Regions from separate parts of the Mus musculus genome. Here region 2 is linked to region 1. The links are chromatin contacts, called in public HiChIP or PLAC-seq maps. All regions are on one chromosome and are shown on one strand. Each heading gives the region's core, a stretch centred on a gene start, on an enhancer-like site or on the middle of the called end of the contact. The rest is flanking DNA. Distances are from core to core; before and after follow the strand shown.

The links. HiChIP or PLAC-seq counts read pairs in DNA pulled down with a chosen protein or histone mark.
Region 2: a FOXA1 HiChIP or PLAC-seq map of pancreatic cancer cells shows a contact between it and region 1. The contact joins two enhancer-like sites. A contact is called at or near these places in 1 of 484 Hi-C or Micro-C datasets (nephron progenitors) and 3 of 115 datasets of contacts at active chromatin or transcription factors (embryonic stem cells, fibro-adipogenic progenitors and pancreatic cancer cells).

What each region holds. Positions count from the first base shown.
Region 1 is chr2:117,663,906-117,669,674 of GRCm38.p6, forward strand. No RefSeq gene overlaps it. Among named protein-coding and RNA genes, the nearest start is that of Gm32210, 38 kb to the right of the region's middle. Within about 2 kb of position 4,451, at least 38 of the 459 cell types and tissues checked have an H3K27ac peak or open chromatin away from gene starts, as enhancers often do. A contact at or near this core is called in pancreatic cancer cells, where this site is marked.
Region 2 is chr2:117,924,678-117,930,610 of GRCm38.p6, forward strand. All of the region lies in intron 8 of Gm13986 (predicted gene 13986), which reads right to left. Among named protein-coding and RNA genes, the nearest start is that of 4930412B13Rik, 110 kb to the left of the region's middle. Within about 2 kb of position 3,979, at least 11 of the 459 cell types and tissues checked have an H3K27ac peak or open chromatin away from gene starts, as enhancers often do. A contact at or near this core is called in pancreatic cancer cells, where this site is marked.

The sequences.
Region 1 (5,769 bases), core at 3,201-5,700:
GTTGCTGGCCCCAGATGAGTCTTGAACATTTAGGCTGCCCCAGTCTCACCTAGGAACAATGAATTAGACAAGAGGCTTGGGGATAGCTTTTCTACAATTTTTGTAGAGCTTCCGACAATGCAGCTAGAAGTGACAACTGGTAGAGAATGTCAACAAGACCACAGAAATAATGCTGTTGGATATTAGAGGATGCTAAAGGAGAGATAAGAGTTGGGGAAGATATTGTCAATGGAGTATTGAGAGATAGATTTTGGATAGTGCCCTGGATATAAATGATATAAATGATGTGGAAAATATTGGTGTGTATCTTCTATATTTTGACACTTAGTAATGCTTATCTTGACCTAAGGACATAATGTATTGCTTGAAAGAGTCTGCTTTATTGGACAGATCCAGTTTATTCTGTGGCTCCAATATTTGTCTCTTTGAAACCTTACTTACAGCTGTTGTGATTTCCTATTATATGTCACTGTGTATGTCCACATATACTCATGTTGGGGAATTATATAAAAGATCGCTCAAACATATTGTATAAAAGGGTTATACAGGAAATAAAATGTTTAACCACTCTAATCACATTTTGTAAATAACACTTTGTTATTTTATTCTCTTCACAATACACAAAAGATCTCGTTTTTCAGAGAAACACGGTGTCACAGCAAGGTCACGCAGGCAGCACAACCATACAACGAGCCGTTCCAGATCCTGAATTAGCAGCAAAAATTCCTAATTGCTTATTTAAGGTTCTGTGAGAAATCAAACATGGTAACAAAAGAGGCTCTCCATTTTTGCAATTAATAAGAGTATTTTTAGAGACCATTTCATGGTTATTTATTGTAGTGAGTCTTTATTTTCCTTTGAAATGCACTAAATCATGCCCTAATCTCTTTGCTATAATTTTTCCATGGAAAGAAAATAACATTTGAGTTGATGCAATTTCAGTATGTTGGGAGCTAAATCTCCTGTTTCAGGTGCCTGGGGATGCTGGCAACTGAGCCAGGGATTTGTTCTTTCCTGGGGCAAATCATGGCAGTTTAGAATCACCAAATTCCTTGCTGACAACTCCAAGTAATTCAAATTCTTTCCTTTAGTCCTTCTTTTCCTGTGCAAATAATATCTACTTGGTTTTAGGATCCTATTCTAAGTGGTCATTTCTCAAGTTTCCCTCTTCAAATTCCAATCTTAACTATAATTCTCCAGTCTCTCATCAGTTTTTGCTAGTTGACCCTTATTCTCTCTAGAAAGAGGTCATATATATGGAAAGGAAGGAAGAGCTTTTCAAGATGTCAATTCATAGCAACAGCCATTGGTATTGGAGAGAGAGGGGGTACATAACATCACAGGTAAAAGATGGTATCTCCTTCCTATGCTGAGGGTGGATGAAGGAAGGAAGTAAAAATAACGCTCAGCTGGGCATGGTGGCTCACGCCTTTAATCCCAGCACTTGGGAGGCAGAGGCAGGCAGATTTTTGAGTTCAAGGCCAGCCTGGTCTACAAAGTGATTCCAGGACAGCCAGGACTACACAGAGAAACCCTGTCTCGAAAAATCCCCCCCCCAAATATGACTCCGGGGCCCCCTTATTGCATGACATTGGATATTTGGGGATAGGGAAAGAGTAAGTTCAGGGCTGTTCCTTATACTCTCAATCTGGCTTCCTCACATACATGAAACCAAAGAAGGAGAAGGAGAAGGAGAAGGAAGGAGAAGGAGAAGGAGAAGGAGAAGGAGAAGGAGAAGGAGAAGGAGAAGGAGAAGGAGAAGGAGAAGGAGAAGGAGAAGGAGAAGGAGAAGGAGAAGGAGAAGGAGAAGGAGAAGGAGAAGGAGAAGAATAGAAGGAGGAGGAGGAGGAGGAGGAGGAGGAGAAAAAAAGCAGAAGAACTTGGTTTCCTCAGACTAGTAGACCATCAGAAATAACATATATTTATAAGCATAATCTTTAAAAGCTACCAGTCCTAGCCATGTTTCATCCAAGTATCAACCAGAGACCTTGTCAGATCAATAGAAATAAGTCCTTAGCCATGTGATTGCTTATATAATTCATTTAAAATCTCCACATGATAGAAGAAAGAAAAGAGTTCAAATGTGGCATCTTAATGAAATTAAACATAAAGTTGATTCAAAATAGTAAAAGTGAGTAGTGTAAGGATGGATATATGGATATACAGAGCTAAATCAGAAGAGAGCACTTGTAGAGTTGTCACATTTCCTGGGAGGAGCTTCCAAGTCTCACCTGGTGAGCCTCCTGAATGTGGAAGGTTGTCAGACAAGCTCCCTTTCACATACTGGGGATCCCTATGTTAACAGAAAACAAAGCTAGACTGGAGGTAGAAGTAGCAGAGGAAAGGTCCAGAAACGAAGGAAAGAGAAGGTTTCCTAGTGTGCTACATACCATCTGATGGAGAATTGTCACTCTTGTTTATGGTGTGCCTGGCTCTCATGGGATGCAATTGTGCTCCATTCATCTTTATGTTATATATAACGCAGTTCCCTTAGCTGATTGTAAGGAATGGATAAACGGAGTCGTTTGTGAAGGTGTTTACTGGCCTGGCCTCTCTGGCTGTGAAATCAGGGCTGTGTGTACCCTCTCATCTTTCACCCACTTCAAAGCTGAAACCAGTCCTTCAGAGTGTCTCACCTCTAGGTTCGAACCAAATGATGCTTGCCTTTGGTTTTTGGAGAAAAGACTGCAGTGGACAGTTAAACTGACTTAAATTTAGCAGCATTGGGCAAGAATAGCAATGTTCTAATCCTGTTTCCTCCTACGGAATGTGAGTTGTGGTCAGACTAATATGTTTTTGCCTCCTGTGACTTAGATCAAATTTCACAGGCCAGACAGGGCGTAGGGAGCCAGGCAGCAGCAGCAGCAGCCATTCTCCCTGGTAAACAGTGTCACACCTTCCTTGGATGCCTCAGGGCACCCTGTGTGCCCTGGCATTAAGACATAGCACCAGGGCCTTTCTGTTTCCCCTGCCTTCTTTCTCTGCCCAGTGTTCATGTGGAGCTTGGCTTCCTATTCTTAGCACTGGGTAAGGCAATGCTGTGCAGGTGTAAGAGATGCTCCAAGAGGCTGCTTCAGAAAAACACTCCCAGGAATTGGTTTGACTCAGAGTTTTAGACTTCACTTTCAGTAAGAAAACAAGGTCAGTGGCTCTGAAATGTCCACCAGAGGAGGCTGAATTGGCCTCGAAGTGTAATCGGACTTTGGGCAACTCTATTGCTACCAAGCTGACCAAAGATGTTAGAGAAGCAGAGTGTCTCTATATGCAGAAAGGAACAAGAAAAGCTGAGTTCCTTCAGGGGTTGCTGTGGAGAGACACCTGCTCAGACACCTACTGGGATTTAAGAGTTCGCTCCTCTTCCTACAGAAGCTCAAAAATCTTTGCCTACCTAGAAACAAAGGGGCTGTTTCACCCACCATACTTCAATAACTCTTGCTCATGGAGTCATGGAGTCAAAATCCAATCAGGAAAAAAAGGGAGATTTTTTTTTTAACTTTTAGAGGAATAAACTGATTTTTTTTATTCCTTCCTAGAGCCTAAAGCTTTCTCACAGCTTCAACTGTTATTTTACTCAAAGAATACTATCTATATAAAGCAATGACGAGATAATCAGACTGTTTCTAGAAACAGGAACTAGGACCCATACCTAAAGTCTTAGAGTTGGCTACCTGTTGTTGAGGTAAGCATCATGACTAAAAGCAGCTTGGTGAAGAACAGGTTTATTTCATCTCACACTTTTTAGTTTATCGTGAAAGATAGCCAGGGCAGGAAGTTGGGACAGGAGGGAACCTGGAGGCAGGAAACGGAAGCCAAAGCTATGGAAAAATGCCACTGGCTGACTTGCTCCTCCCAGCTTGCTCAGGTTGCTTTCTTATACACCCAGGACCACCACCTAGGGGGGATGGCATTGTCCACAGTGAGATGGGCACCTCCTCATTAATCAACAATTCAGAGAATGCCCCTCAGGCCGATCTGATGAGGACATTTTCTTTGTTGGGTTTCCTGTCTCAGACGACTCAAGCTTGTCAATAACAACAAGGACAAAAATACCTGACCAGTGAACCTAGAAAAGAGTATATGCTCATGGGGGTGATAAACAAGATAAATTAAGGAGGAGACAGATTTAACTGACACTTATTAATCTTGCCGGCCTGGATCATAAACCAAGCACAACAAGGCTTACACAATCAGTTGAGAGCGCTCCGAATTTCCTGTAGACTTGTCTTAATCCATGCTGGGAAAAATGGTATCCATCTAATAAAAATCATAGACTTTAGGCTTATAAAATATTAGCATCCTGTCAAAGGGTAGCTCTAGGAGAAAATAAGGAAACCACTGAAATCAATCTACTGCAGCCTGGTTAGTTGTTCCCACTAGCTAGCTAGACTGAGGTTCTTTGCCTGAGCTAGCTGGCCAGTAAGTTTGGGCCCCAGGGATCTCTTCACAGTGACTCACTGGCTTGCAGTAGCCAGACCAGCCCTTTTGTGGTTGCCAGGCTTTGGTGTGTCAGCTCTTGGTCTCTTTTCCCTCTCAGAAAAGATAAAAAGAGCAGACATCAGTATGAGAACTTGGGACTTGGATGAGGAATCATCCCTTAGAAATTATTATTAAAATTAAACAAAGGCATTAAAATCACTAATAAACAACTAAGCTAGAGGAGCGCATGATTGGAAGATGTTCTTAAGCACAGGAAAATGGGTCAACGAAGACTGGAGCTCCATTTCCATAAGACCTAAATAGCACTGTGATATTTACAGGAACCTTTATTTTGATTGGTTTAAATGAGATGTATTTTTAGTAGTTTCAGAAATTAGTAAACAAGAAGATCAAATCAAATAGTTGAAATTTATATGAGATTTTTTCCTAGTAGAGGGAATTGAGCTTTTAGGAATACTGCATCAGAATTGGGAAGGTTTCCATCTTATACTATTACGTTGTAAGATATTGCATTTCTTCCTAGAAGAACTCAGCTAGCTTCTCCTTTGGGGACAGTTAGATGCTATAAGCAGCCAATCTGTACAATGAGCCATACAGAAGCACATGAAGTGGTGTCTCTTCCCCAAGAACTCATCAGAGAGACAGACAGGAGCAGAAATGGGAGAAAGACACTTCAACATCAACAAGGCCAGGGCAGGGGTGAGAAAAGAGACTGTTGAGCCTTGCGTCTAAAACTGACTTGCTGAACATTAGAATTTTCTAATGACCATTCCACCAAATGTACTTTCCTTTAAACTTTAGATATTTTTATTATCTTCCTGCCTTCCAATTTAGGGATGCTTCAATTGTCTTTGTTCTAGATCTGTGCTATAGTGGGTATGGAAGAATAGAGAAGGGAAAGAAAATTGAAGGCATGTGGAGACATTCATGAATCTAAGTATAGAATTAATTAATTGTCACCAATAAGTTTAATAAGTTGTTTGAAAGAAAACATATTTATGAAGATTTTATGATTATGTACATGACTTATTGAAATATACTCTTTATAATTTGAACATAGGTTTACCTGTAAATACAGATAGATTCAGAAGACTGTGGGCCAAATGAAGTCAGTTACAGTTCTCTGGGAACAGTTGGTAGCCGCTGGTGTGAAAACATTGACAAATCCATTTTCTCTATCTATAGACTGTTGGCCAACAAGGGCATGCAAAAGTGGAGGAGCAATGGATAAAGGACAGTTATGGGGAAAGTGAATCTGAGAGGCAATTTCTAGTAGGCACTGTTGACTCTGATCTTCAATTAGAAAGCAGTAGGAAGTCAGAGACAGTAGAC
Region 2 (5,933 bases), core at 2,729-5,228, 260 kb after region 1:
GAGCACCATAGATCAAGAAAGTCAAGTGACCATTAAGATGGGAACGATGTATGCTTTATGAAGGGGCTCACAAGTATGGCTTGTTTATGTGATGGGGTTACTAAAGGAGTTGAGAGGAACAATTTCTAAGTGTAAATATACGACATTCCTGGAATGTAACATGATCAGGAATTAGAATGAAACACACAAGGAAAATGGCTTCTAACTGGCAGAAAATGGCTAGAGGAGGTTTCCAAGGAAACACACATTCAATATAGACCAAAGGCATCCTGCTGTTCCACTGTGACCCATTCTCCCTCGAGACTTTTGCTCTCTTCATCCCCATCATTGGACCTTGTACACAATGCTCCTGCCCTTGATCTGAGAACTCCCATGCAGTGTTACCTAGACAATGGGGGCGTGGAAAACAGAGTTGTACTTCAGATTACATTCCAGCACAGGTTCTCGTTGTTCGCTTCTTCAGTGTCCACCACAGCTACAGGGTGGTTCAGATTACAACGGATTTCCATTCCAAATAAGCCCCTAATTAAAAGTAATACCCTTTCTCCATCTGCTCATAATTCCCACAAGCATTTTATGCCTTTGGGCTCAATTTCTCAGGCTCAGTCTGTGCCCCGGAAAGTCAGGAGAGCTTTGCCAGGAGGTAGGGTGGGAGAATGAACTTGCCTTTTGTTTTGTTTTTTAATCAATCTTTGAAAGTAAATTAGGTGAAAATCACTTTAGATGTCTATCTGCATACTTTGGATGTTACCAGCTCAAAAGAACAACTCCTTGTCCAAAGACTGGACCAAACAGGAAGGTTCAAAACAGATGTTGACGCAGATGTTATCTATTAAATTTGTAATTTCAAAATGACTAATATGGCTTAACATACGCAAAGGCCATTGCCCAATGGTGCGGTGCTTCAGCTTGTGTGAGGGGCAGAGAAGGATGTGTATGTGGCAACTCAGAAGGTGCAAGGAGGGCTCCTCTTTTGCTTCATACTCAAGACTGACTTTCTGTGCACCTCCTCGAGACTGACGAAACTCAACTTTGCTCAACATGACAATGACACAGCTTAGGCACAAAGACATTTCCCCTTTTCTTCTATGCAACTTGTTAACTTTCTAAGCAATTTGCAATGTGGGAAAAAAATCCCATTAATTATATCTGAGTTCTAAGATCTCCCACTTCACTCCTGTCTCTCCCTCCTAACCAACGTCATCCTCCGACAGAACAGGTCAAGACAAACATTCACAGGAAAGATACATTTTGGAGAGCAACTGGCCACTAGAAATGCTTACACAGCATTACCTACACCCACTTTTCTATGATTCTCACCCCAAGTTCAACCATGCTGACATTTTCAGGTGCCCCTCAGAGGAAAGTTCTACATGTTCTGAGGAGCTGGTAGGCATGTTTTGGAAGCATAGTGCTCACAGTGAGCTCTGAGATCAGTCCTCCTAGCAAAGTGACAATGTGGTCCTCCTCGTTCACTTGTGCAGATGTCAAGAACAATGGTTGCCCTTGGCATTGAGTTGTGGTCTTAGAAATATGTTAACCGTGCACGATAGTGTGGGTGGTACCATTTCCAAGCCTCTCTGCCTGTGTGATACTGGCTTGGCCTCTGGCAGTGAATGCATACTCCTCCTTCTTGGGAGCAAGGTCAGGATTTGGAGAAAGCAGTGGCAGGTAGCACAATGGGCTAAAAGTCAGCTTGATCTTGGCCAAGACTTGAGAAGATCTATCCTTCATATTTAACAACTCAGAACCACTGTTTCCTTTATTTGGTCCATTCCCCAGCATTCACAGATAACAAATGAATCACTCCACAATCAAAAGAATAAGATATTGACACACAGTACCTTCGGGAAACAAAGCACAATTTTTTCTCCTCTCTTCAAGTCAAAGCTTTGCTGGGTGAGGTTGGAAGTGTTATACTGTAAAGTACCACCTTACTCAAATCTAACTCCAAGTCAGTGTTTCTTCTAGCCCTCCCCATTAGTTGACTTACCATCCTTACAGGGAGCAGGGCCTATCTCAAACATTGTCAATGCCACAGTGGGAGTTAATGCAACAACCAGAACTTTCTAGAATGTGTCTAATTTTGAAAAACAGTTACAGAATAAGAACACATAATAGTACTTGACAGCTAGCAAGCAAAGACATCGGGTATAGATTTACACATGTCTAAACAAAAGTAAACAAAGGTGCAGAACTCTACATTTCTGAAAGCAGAAGACTCAGCCATTGTGTCAAGTCCAGGATTTCATTTGAAGAGTCTTTGTGGAACACTTAAAACTTGTCATTGACTGGCATATGTCTGAGTACATTCAAGAAAAAGTAGTCTACTTGACTGCTTTATAGCATGGAGTTTATGTTTAGCTACCTTGTATATCAATTCAAACAAAAGATTTGAGATAGCTGTAACTATAATCTGAGACTCTGTCCATCTGCCCTTTCCTTATCCCACTTCTCCAACAGTCTCTTAGCTTCCTTTGCTCATGCTCAGTTTGACCCCACTCTGCCAGTAAGTTGCTAGCAGCCATGGCCTACCCTGAGCTTCTGGGCCTACAGCCTTGCACTCCAAGACTGCGCTCCAAACTGAATGCACTTCTTTCTATAAAACCCTGTTTATGTCATAAAATGCAGATCACACAGCTGTTCCAGATCTTTCTTGCTATGATATTTACAAAGAAGCTGCTGACAGAGTCCAGCAATGAATATGGAATTCACCATGTGATTTGCATGTGAATATCTGTCTGTGGTATAGTCTCACTGAGGTCAATAGGCTACCCTTGAGCAGTAGTTGGTATCAACATAGTTGCTCCAGAGGGGAAACAGAGGCCATGGAGTAATATCAGATGGTTAACTCCTGTTCTAAGGTGAATTGAATTTGTGATCTTTAGTAATTACTTCTTCTCTGTAATCTTAAATTCCTTGCTTTCGTTTTATACTATGAAGCCTGAAGTGATGGCTGAGTTCCCACCAATTGTCTTTGAGAACATTGTCTAATTTATTTATTTATTGCAATTATTTTTTAAATTTCTGTAGCTAATCATCTAGAGCATGCTTGTTTCAATGCTAGTTTTCTAGCACATGCATACACACACACACACACACACTGTTTCTAAGCAGTGGCAAGGTCTCTCTAAGTATTATTCAAGGACCCAAAGTTCTACCATTATTGTGACCATCTAGTGATGGGCTTTTTAAAGTTGATGGCAGACTGTAAATTACAAGCCAAATAAACCCTTTCTTCCTTCCTCAATTTGGTTTTGATTAGTGTGTTATCACAATGACAGAAAAGCAAAGTAGAAAAGCTATGTATTTTCATATATGTGTATATATGCTAGAGACATAAGATCTTGTTTGCTTTACCGTGATTCACTTGTCCATTTGCTTACTTTAGTGTGAGCCACGGTGTAGGAGTTTAGTAAGTAGTTTAGTAAGATTGGGTAGAATGCAACTGCCAAGTCCTAAATTAGCACTGCTGAGAGAGCAAATTGGGTAGCAAGGGTCCTGGCCTTCCTTGAGCTGTATGCTAAGGGCCTGGCACAGTGAGCTATCAAAATCAATCAAGCGTATAAACAAGTCTCCTGGGGATGATTAATCCTTGCTGAGAAGGTGCCAGGAGGTAAACGATGTGTCAATAATTCTATAGTCAGCTCTAATAGGCCAGGCTGAGTGGGAAGTGTTGGCAAAGTGCTGGGACAGCCAGGCGTGTCTTGACGCAACACAAAGGTGTTCGCTTAGCCTACTAATATTTTTCTTGGATAATAATGAAAATCCTGCTGGAAGGACCTTCTAGTTCTCCTTCTGCTGATACCAATCCACACATAAGTTGACAGGGGAAGAGGATCAAAGCTTTTTACTTTCCTTTTTTGAGAAAAACCAGTGGTCATTTTCAAATTCTGACTCATTCTTTTATCCAATAAGGTTATCAACTACAGGCTCAGGGTAAGATATATACAGCAAAGAGCAATAAAGATTTAGTGTTTGTTCTCACAAAATTTGCTCTGTGTTGGGGAAGAAAGACAATCCATTGGGCATATATGATAACTGACTGTGATAAGTGCTCTGTTCAGAACTCAGCAAACACCATGGAGCCTGCTTTGTTGGGGAGAGGCTTTCAAAATATCCTGAAGTCTGACTAAAGCAAAGGTGCAGCTATGAGAAGAACTTCTGGAAGTGTGTTCTAGGCGAAGAAAATAGCATACAATCCTTGTAGATCTCTCTGAGTCCAAGTAGAGAAGATGACTAGAAATTGAGCTAGACCTGAGTCTACCTGCAAAGAAACAAGAGTGAAGTGTATTCAAGTTACCTTCAGCTTTCATGGTTTAGGATTCCTATGAGTTCTTATGATGTTTGGGAACCTCATACAGTGAGGCACAGTGGCACAGAGCACACCAACATCTCTGGAAGATACAGGAAGGCACTGCACTTACCGGGCAAAACCCACAGAGCCTCATCTGCCATAGAAAGCTGAAACATGGGCCAGGCCTGCTGGGGACCTTCACTCTCTACCCCTTTGCCATTCCCATCAGTTAGTCACAAGTGCTCAAACTAGAGTTAAAGGGTCCTTAACACAGCACATAGTGAGGGAGACCACAGGATTAAATGGGCAGCAGAGACAGGCCTATTCATCGCTAGCCTGAGGGAAAGACTTAGGCTAGGGAATCAGTTTAGCAGCCAGGTCGTTTATCATTGGGTTATAAGTTCATGTAAGATAAATATATGGTTCCTAATAAAAACAGACACCCAGACAAGGAGGTTCTTTAACAATGAACAAGTCTCACGCTCCCTCTGCTCTGGCAGGCATCACAGGCGCTGTTCCAGGCCATTTCCGTTATAGCCCAGAGATGATAAAAGGAAGGATTCATTTTCTTCATGGATTGTCTCCTGCGTAATTGCCCCCAGGCACTGGGGCCATTTTCGGTCTTGTTTTTGTTACAAGTAAATAAATTTTAGGTAAATAACTTTCCTAATATGGTCTGGCCAAAGAGCCACCTGTGCAATAATTTCCAACCAGTAAGTCCAGACAGCTTAAAGAAGCTTCTAGAAAGTTCTTTATGAGGCAAGACTATCATGACAAAGCTCATATCATGAGCTTATTTGACTTGGCATTTGCTGAAAAAGTACTTACTGTGGCATAATTTGGATACAAACCTAATGTTATTCATCTATAGCCTAGTCATTAAAACATGGGCCAAAGTTTTCCATTCTCCTGGATCAGGTTTTACTGCAAGACTGAAGAAAGCTGGTTGCATTAACATATCCACCCCATGTTATCACAAATGTGAACCAAAGGCAGCTCCCTCTGTCTACATAAAAACTGACTCAGTAAAGCTTATAACTTTGCAATGAGGATGTATGTTCATTAGTTATTTTTACATTAGAATACATTTTAGTAATATCTCTTGACCTCTGTCTGGAAATGTTGCTTTCATTTCCACCATCTGTATACTTGAGGTTGAATGTCTGTACATGTGTGTGTGTGTGTGTATGTGTGTGTGTGTGTTTGTGTGATTGTTTGTGTGTGTGTGAGCATGCACACGTGTGCTGAAAAGCCACCTCCCCATACAGACTCAGCAGTAGTGAGGCTGTAATCCACGCATCTTTCATCCATCCAAAGCTTCCAAACAGACTCGGGCAGAAATCTTCCACATGTTTGCGTTGGGCCCCCTGAGGTGGTGAAAACATGACTTTTCATGAACTTAAACGCAGCGCAAAACTTTCCAGAGAGTGATAACCTAATTCTAAACATGTCAGCATATGCAGCTCTTCAAGTCCCAACAGCTTTTCTCTGCAGCTGTAGAGGAATCAAGAGAAAACACCAGGACCAGCCTTCCCGAGACAGAGGATGGTGGGCTTTGAACATCTCTCTGACGGGAAGCAGCAGTGGGCAGGTCAGGAATTCATCAACAGCCACATTAACGGGAACTACTAGCTCT